2 separate regions of the Mus musculus genome follow, and region 2 is linked to region 1. A link is a contact called in public Hi-C data. All regions are on one chromosome and are shown on one strand. Each heading gives the region's core, a stretch centred on a gene start, on an enhancer-like site or on the middle of the called end of the contact. The rest is flanking DNA. Distances are from core to core; before and after follow the strand shown.

The links. Hi-C and Micro-C count contacts between places; a contact is called where the count stands out from the background.
Region 2: a Hi-C map of cerebellar granule neurons shows a contact between it and region 1, with 6 times the contacts expected there. The contact joins two enhancer-like sites. A contact is called at or near these places in 4 of 484 Hi-C or Micro-C datasets (cerebellar granule neurons, cerebellum and neurons).

Annotation. Positions count from the first base shown.
Region 1 is chr12:39,340,762-39,344,890 of GRCm38.p6, forward strand. No RefSeq gene overlaps it. Among named protein-coding and RNA genes, the nearest start is that of Gm24069, 120 kb to the right of the region's middle. Within about 2 kb of position 1,685, at least 3 of the 459 cell types and tissues checked have an H3K27ac peak or open chromatin away from gene starts, as enhancers often do. A contact at or near this core is called in cerebellar granule neurons and cerebellum, where this site is marked.
Region 2 is chr12:39,491,595-39,495,723 of GRCm38.p6, forward strand. The region is part of intron 2 of Gm34923 (a long non-coding RNA gene); the gene reads right to left. Among named protein-coding and RNA genes, the nearest start is that of Gm24069, 32 kb to the left of the region's middle. Within about 2 kb of position 1,702, at least 4 of the 459 cell types and tissues checked have an H3K27ac peak or open chromatin away from gene starts, as enhancers often do. A contact at or near this core is called in cerebellar granule neurons and cerebellum, where this site is marked.

The DNA.
Region 1 (4,129 bases), core at 435-2,934:
GCAAGTAAGGGACACATCCCTAAAAGAAGAGGGATAATAAAATGGTGACAGCCTGACATGTATCAACAAACACTTGTGTATTTGGCTTAACATCTTAGAAGAGTGTAGCTTCCTGAAGAAAGAGATTCAAGTTGTATTTCTCATTGTATCCTAGTGGCTCTGTTAAATGGAATAGTAACTTTAAGGTAAATGGGATTGCAGTAAAGGAATAAAGAAATTGCACAGACAGAACAAACATATGATTTTAAATTATAGTTCTGGTAGTTGTTTTTATCTTGAAACCTATAGAATTTCAATAGGGAATCATCATTTTAAAAATTTTCCCTTCCTTCTTTCTCATTTTTCCAGGAATACCTTGGATTAGCTCTGGCATTGCATGATTTCAATCACTTGCTTAACTTAATGATCGTTTTCTAACTTCATATTCTCAGTTACTGAAAACTAAGGACTACCACTTAATCATATAAAAATATGAGTGCCAATATTTATATTTAGCACATATATGTTTTCAGGTTCATAGGGGAGCTGTCTTGATATATTTATCTTAAATTAAAATCTCATAGGCATAAATATTCTATAATCAAAGATTCCTCAGGAACTAATCCTTTATTAATGACAGGCATTTGGCTGATAGAGCACAAATGTAACTAATACTTTGCCATGAGTGTTTTTACCTCTTAGGTTTACTCCTCTTTATGTTAGAGAACTATGCCAATAAAGCATGCTTGTAGCACTTCTAAGACAGTGCTAAACTTGCCTTTTTTCAAAGAATAAAGTGAAATTTTCTTTTTTAAAAATAATTTTTATTTTTATATCTAACATTATTTAAGAGTTTCAATTCCATCATGTAAAAACCTGTAACAGATTACAATTAGTTGATGATATGTGTACCAATGTAGATGTGTCTACATATACTTATGTAGCTATGTCTGCTTCTGCCTATGTAGCCATCTCCTTTTAAAATATGTATCTATGTAAGGCCTGACCATTCTACCTTCAAATATGGAGCAGGCCACCATTTTAAAGGCATCTTAAATGTGCCTTGTTTCATTTCGCTTATATTTGCTTTGCATTGCAGTCAGTGCCAGCCACTGATGCTGAGAAATGGAAGCAAACAGGAAAACATCGGAGCCAGTTTAATGGTGCTGTGTGTTCTTTATCTAGGTATGATTAAATAATCATAAGAACTTCTCTAAGGGCTAATCTGCTATATTTTCCAGATTTTCACCTTGGGGACATATTGTCCCTTGTTACTGAAACCTCGGGGACAGAAGGGGACGCCACAGGGTGGCACAGCAGGAAGCTGAAACACTGATGAAACAGTGTTCAGTTAATGAAGGCATGGCCCATGGCCTCTGCTGCTCTGCCATATGTTTGAAGAAATGCTAATGACTACAATTCAAATACCTTTTTCATCTTAACTATATGTAAATGTGTTTGTAAATGCTCTCTTATAAATATACGATCACATTTTTAAAAGCCAAGTGCTAATGTTGCTTTAAACATCTATAATACACAATAATTAAAACTTAAGCAATTCTGCTTAATTATACCTTATGGGAAACTGTAATTTATAGAAATTAAGCAGAAAAAAAAACAAAGATCAACAGACGGCAGTTGAACAACTGAATAGTCAAGCGCAATGATCATTCATTTACGGGGGCATAATCATGGTAAGTAGACTATGAGCCTATTCTTACAGAGTTGACCTGTGAAATAGAAGGTGTTCGTGATTTGGGCAACACATGTAGGAAGGAGCACAGCTTGAACGAATTGTGTACGGTTCATATGTCCAGTGAGGTCTCATGCCACGCCCCCAAACCAAGCGTGGTGGTTGGTAGAACACTGCACTGCTGTGATGTTGACATGCCGTGCTCCTGCTTTTCTTTCTTTTCTTCTTTTTTTTCTTAGATATTTTCTTTATTTACATTTCAAATGCTACCCTGAAAGTTCTCTATACCTTCCCCCCACCCTGATCCCCTACCCACCCACTCCCACTTCTTGGCTCTGGCATTCCCTTGTACTGAGGCATATAAAGTTTGCAAGACCAAGGGGTCTCTCTTCACACTGATGGCCGACTAGGCCATCTTCTGCTACATGAGCAGCTAGAAACACGAGAGCTCCGGGGTACTGGTTAGTTCATACTGTTGTTCCACCTATAGGGTTGCAGACTCCTTCAGCTCCTTGGGTATTTTCTCTAGCTCCTCCATTGGGAGCCCTGTGTTCCATCCCATAGATGACTGTGAGCATCCACTTCTGCATTTGCCAGGCACTGGCATCGCCTCACACGAGACAGCTATATCAAGGTCCTTTTAGCAAAATCTTGCTGGCATATGCAATAGTGTCTGGGTTTGGTGGCTGATTATGGGATGGATCCCCGGGTGGGGTAGTCTCTGGATGGTCCATCCTTTAGTCATAGCTCCAACTTTGTCTCTGTAACTCCTTCCATGGGTGTTTTGTTCCACATGATATGCTTATTTGGTAAAGTCTGGGCTCCTTTTTGTCTGACCCATTCCTTGGGTGTGTGGTGCTGAGGAACAATGGTTCGTGTAAAAGAACTGGGAGATACAGAAATGGACTGCCCCACTATTAGGAATGTATTAAAACCACATTAGAGCTCAATGAATTACATCTATGAAACTTCATATAATTTCACCTAAACTACATTCTAATCAGGAGAAATCCCAAGTTTTCACACTCAAAAATCTTCCCTGTAATTGTTCATAGTGGGGTAAAATTAGTTTAATTCAATGGGGTCAATAGACATGTACATTAATAGAGGCAAAGAACTCCTTCTTCTAGCTCTTTTAACTTTTACAATAAGAATGTTTGCTCATCTCTTCATATAGCACCACCCTTCTATAGACAGAAGGGGATTCAATTATTTCCATTACTGGCTGCTGATTTCCTAACCTACTTAGTCCTTGCCTTCTCTGGAAACTGTGAAAAAAAATACTTCCTTTCATTTCCTTGTAATGCTTTATAATTTGCACGTTAACATATATACTGTTCAAACTCTTTCAAACTTTTCAAATGCATGAGACATGATGAATATTTTTATCTTTCAACTCCATCATCTAAATTTGTCAAATTGTTTCTCCAATGCATAGGTTACAATAGATCACCAGGTTTATAAGAAAGTCGTGTCCTATACTAAATTCTTGTATCAGCAGTTGTCAGATTTTGTCTCTGTCTTGCTTCTTTTGTCTACTGTATCTTCCTTGCTTGTAATTAAAACTTTACATTCCATAAGCTTTTCAACTTGTGCATGACACAACAGGGCAAATTGCTGATTCGTGATTCCTCCTCTTGTTTTTCTCCAGAGCATCCTGACATGTCTTGAATACAAGTTCTGGGATGTTTGTAATCTGATCTACATCTGCTCTTCCTTGCTATCACATTGGTTTCATGAGCAGAAGAAATCAAATATTCATTTCTACAAGCAGGTATATTCTCTTTACTAGCTAAAAGTTCTACCTCTTTCAGAAGAAAAACACATTATTCAAAAATTTTAAGAGCAAAACTGGAGGGAGTAAAACTGTCTAACATGTGTTACAAAACAAAAGACAGGGTTGAGAAAGGTCCTCAGAGCACTGTAGGAAACACTGGTGGGAAGCAGCGGACTGATTTTGCTGAACTAGAAAACTGTCAGGGATGGTTCTCCAAATGAGCTTAGCCATGAACGAATCAGGATGTACTTTACAACTGGCTGCTGCAGTTGACCCTTGCCAGGGAGCATCTCTGCTCTACTTAGCTTTAGGAATATAGTAAGGGATTGTGATTACAGAAAACACCCAGGGCTTTGTCCAGCAAAAGCCTCTTGATAATAAAAACTAATGTCATCTGATCAAGACAAAATGACAAAAAGGCAAATTCTTCTTGTCCCTTTATTGAAGAGGATTGCAGGGTACAATACATTCAAAGACCCTAACATCTTAAAATTCATTTATCACACATGAATCACGGGGAAGTACAAAGTCATTGCTGATAGAACTAGACATTATTTACGGGTAACACATTTACATAATGTTTGCATATGAATATATTACTCATGAGTATGTACTTTTATTACTTTTTTATTCTTAATGAATTTGATTTATTCACTTTAACAATGTAGAGTGTTGTGCTT
Region 2 (4,129 bases), core at 452-2,951, 150 kb after region 1:
CAAGCTATGCAATAAAAATCCTTATATAATTCTAGTGTAATTAGATTAATAATCACTGCTATAAAATTCTAAGAAGGACATTTAAAAAGCCCCACAGGAAGGCATTGTATCTCAACCAGAGAAAATTGGAGGAACATCAGAAATGACACCTGCACAGGGCTTTGGAGGATGAGTTGGTCAATCCACTTGAGAAAAAAGCCTGGCTACTGAAACATCACTGTGTGATAAGTGTGCATTTCTGGGGAATATGTCACCCACACTACCTACTAAGAAATAAGAACATAGAAGAACATGGCTCTGAAATGTAAGCCTCGAGTTTTTGCTCCCACCATTTAGTCTTTCCAGATATGTGCGACACCTCTCTGTCACTAACAGTGACTTCCTGAGAAGCACTGTAATGAGTGTGAGTGGCACTAGCTATACTGGGAACCCCCAGTATCCACAGAAGACTGCACACAAGTGTGTGTTACTCCATTTCCAAGGAACCTGACATCCTTTTCTGGCCTCTGCACACATGCAACATTCACACACACACACACACACACACACACACACACACACACTTGGCGGGGAGGGGGGGAAGGGAAGAAGGGAGAGAGGAAGGAAGGAAATTTTAAAAGAACATAAAAACAATAAAGGATTAACCTTAAAATATTTAGCAAAAAAAAAAAACCTGACATTTTAGGGAAGTTTTGTGAAGATTAGAAAAAAACAAAAACAAAAACAAAACAGTCTAATATGAGAGTGAAGGCTTAAGTTTCTGAGACCCATTCCCATGAGTGTGCACATATAAGGTCTTGAGAGAATAAAGTTTAACTTTGGTTTTTACATGGTCTATGTCATGGTAGGAAACTGAATTTTCAAGCATCCTGAATGAATACTTAGTCAATAAATAAGTTGTTTTGTAGGCTTTATACAGAACACTGGAAATACAGTGAGAAAGTTAAAAAAAAAAAAAGTTACAGGTTTCCATACAGTTGGTGCACATTGTCTGCTCTGGCACCTAAGGACATCCCTATGTATGCTCTCACTGACCCTGTGCACAGATATTCTGGACCACAATATTACACACAAGTGCTACAACACACAGATCGCATTTCTACCACAGGACAGTTTCCAAACCTGAATACTCTGCAAACGAAAGTCACAATATATGAAAGCATAATCTTTCTGGTTCTATCTGATAGATCTGTGTTAAAATAAAATGACAAATAATCTTACCACATGATTTTGACACATGAAAGTCATAGATTTTTTTTTTTTTTTTTGTAATTTAGCAACAACAAATAATACTAGGTGCTATCTTTTTGCAGAACTCATCAGACATTTAGGAACATTTAGCCTAATGCAATTCTGCTTTTCTCTATGATATTACATCTGTAAAGTTACTAAGTTCTTAACAACAACAACAAAAATTAAGCAAAATCTGAATAGAAAAAAATAACATATACTAGAATATAGGTAAAAAATATGAAACCTTTATAATTAAATATCATTTGAAACAATTGATAACTTCAAGGCTTTTTTTTAGTACAGAGGCTTTTTGGTGGCATTTAATAAAGAGAAAAACCAAGGGAAACAACACACGACTACTGGTATAGTTGAGACGCTTAAGCAACTTTGACTGTGGTGCATACATATGGTGTTATGCTTTGAGGAACACTGAATTATCTTGGCAGGAGTTACTTTTCCATTCTTGGACAATAACACTGGAACAACTTCCCAAAACATGCAGCATCTCCTGGCACGCACACCCCGTCCGTCTGCCCATTTGTTCACAGAGATTCTTTCTCTTTTCCTGCAGAAATGAGTTGCCCGTGTAGAGATGAAAACAGTGGACCAACAGAACCAGAATTAGGGCTTGCAAGAGCATCCTCCATTTAGGTCGACTGCATCTCTGTCATCGACTGACAAGTTTTTTACATGATTTCTAAAACCTCTGCCAGTACAATGCTCTTGTCACACTTACATTTCTCTAATTTTCCATAACTGATCAAAAATTGGTAAAACTTCATCCATGAAGGTTAGGGAATGTTATCTCAGTGCCATTTAAAATACTTTGAACAGTGCTTTCCTTCACAACTGCCATTAAAATAGCATGGGCCTACAAGAGTTCGATCCCACCCTTCTCATTCTGGGCACTGTGTTAATTTCCCCCCATTCAGCTATTCCAATATAACAAATGGGCTTTATCTCCTTGGATCAGCTCCTTCCTCTAATGCAGACAACTTAATGGATTTTAGGTCTAAATAGAGTATGGCTCGTTTCTGAGTATTAATTTCAACTTTAGTTATTGTAGAAATTATGTCCTCTCATGACGTGAACGACGCTGACCACTAAAACAGAGTGGCCTAATATATAACCCAAATTAGCAAATTTTGCCTAGGCAGCAAAGTTTAGTTGGCTCTAGTTTCCCTCTTGACAGGTCATTTTCAAAGCAAGTTCCCCATCTACTGGCAGGTCCCCATCATGGTTCTATCTTCCCATTGCTAATTTACTATATGCATTCGAGTAATATCTTTAAAAACAGTTAATTTTCTCTTCTCATCCCACTCTATGTCATGGATGCATGTCAGGTTTATTTTCTCTGTTAATGTATGAATTTGACACCTTCAAATAGTCAAAAGAGAATTCACTTTTGATTGTTGTTGGAATAAAAACAAAGGAGAATACTGGACATAAAAAGCTGCCTGTAAATTATAAACATGTTGTTAGTAACATACAAAGGGAGGCAAAAATTGCTTGCACAGGTTCCCTTTATTGTAGAACTGTACCAAGGAACATAATGGGTTTCCCTGTACTTAAAGCCATTTGTAGGGTGTAGGCCCTCATTCATGTTTCTCATCCAGTATTTGAAGATGGCCTCAGGGTGATATTTCTCACCTAGATGTACCATTTGATTAGGATCATCTTAGCCTCCTTTTCTACCCACTGTTACCACTAAAATATCCTCTTACAGTTGTCCCAGTGGTTCCTCTCTTGTTTTCTACTAATGCATAGGTCCTTATAGAATTACTGGATAAAAAAGGTATATCATTGTCCATGAAAATATTAAGCATTAGTGGAGATTGTATGAAAGTGTTTGTTATTATCACACAACTCTGTCCACCTGCTATTTCTATCTGCAAATTTCTGACATAGAGTTCTTCATTGTTCTTGTTTCTTGCACATCAATAAACAACAACAGCTACAAGACTTGGGGATCCCTCTGGTGCCACAAGAGTCCCCCCCCCCCCAAGTTACAGAATTCTGGTTTCTACAATGTAAATATTCTAATCTTTCTATTTTATAGGTGAGAAATATGAGAGTCATGAACAGAAAAAGTAGGCTTCCAAGCAAAACTTGGATGCAAATGCCCATCTGCTACTTAACTGCTTTGTTGTCCCTGGCCAGTGATGATGTTGCTAAGTGAGCACATTAATTCTGCAATGTAATAACATTACATTGTGAACTACGTATATAAAGATACTCATGATAGTAGGCCCTGAGTGACAGAAAAAATGAAAACAGTTTCATAGTGAGTTAAAATGAAAAAACAATGAACTCATCTTGAGGCAAGGTTTACTAGCCCAGGGACTCAGGATAACAATGTAGAATCAGAAAAACAAGTGAAAGCTGTGTCTGACCAGGTCTGTAGTAATTATCTGATTTCTCAACAAGTAGAAAATTTAAGTGTAATTAGTTAATTGAATAAATCTGTATTACTCCTCCAAGGAGTAATTCTGGCCATTGTTAAAATAGTAGTTATCAAACACATGATTATAAAATCATAATTACAGTTTTACCTGTATCATCTCAGACAGCTTAAAACTATGTGAAAAATATTCCAGCATATTGTTTTCTCCGGCTTCTACTCAAGATAAGTTTCTAAGATAAGTACTCAGTTGCTTCAAAGTAAAATTGACATCTGAGGCCCAGAAGGTGCATAAATCAGTATGGTAAACTATTTAAAAAAGAAAAAAAAATAATAACACGGGTGTTTTGTGCTAGGCTGTTGCTCAAGGCTCTCTGAGAGTTTCCAGAGAGCCACATGGTTTTGGTGAAACACATTCTAGTGTCTGTATTCACTGATGGACACAATGTCAGCTAATAACTCACCTCAAAGGACATGAATTGAAATGTGCAGTAA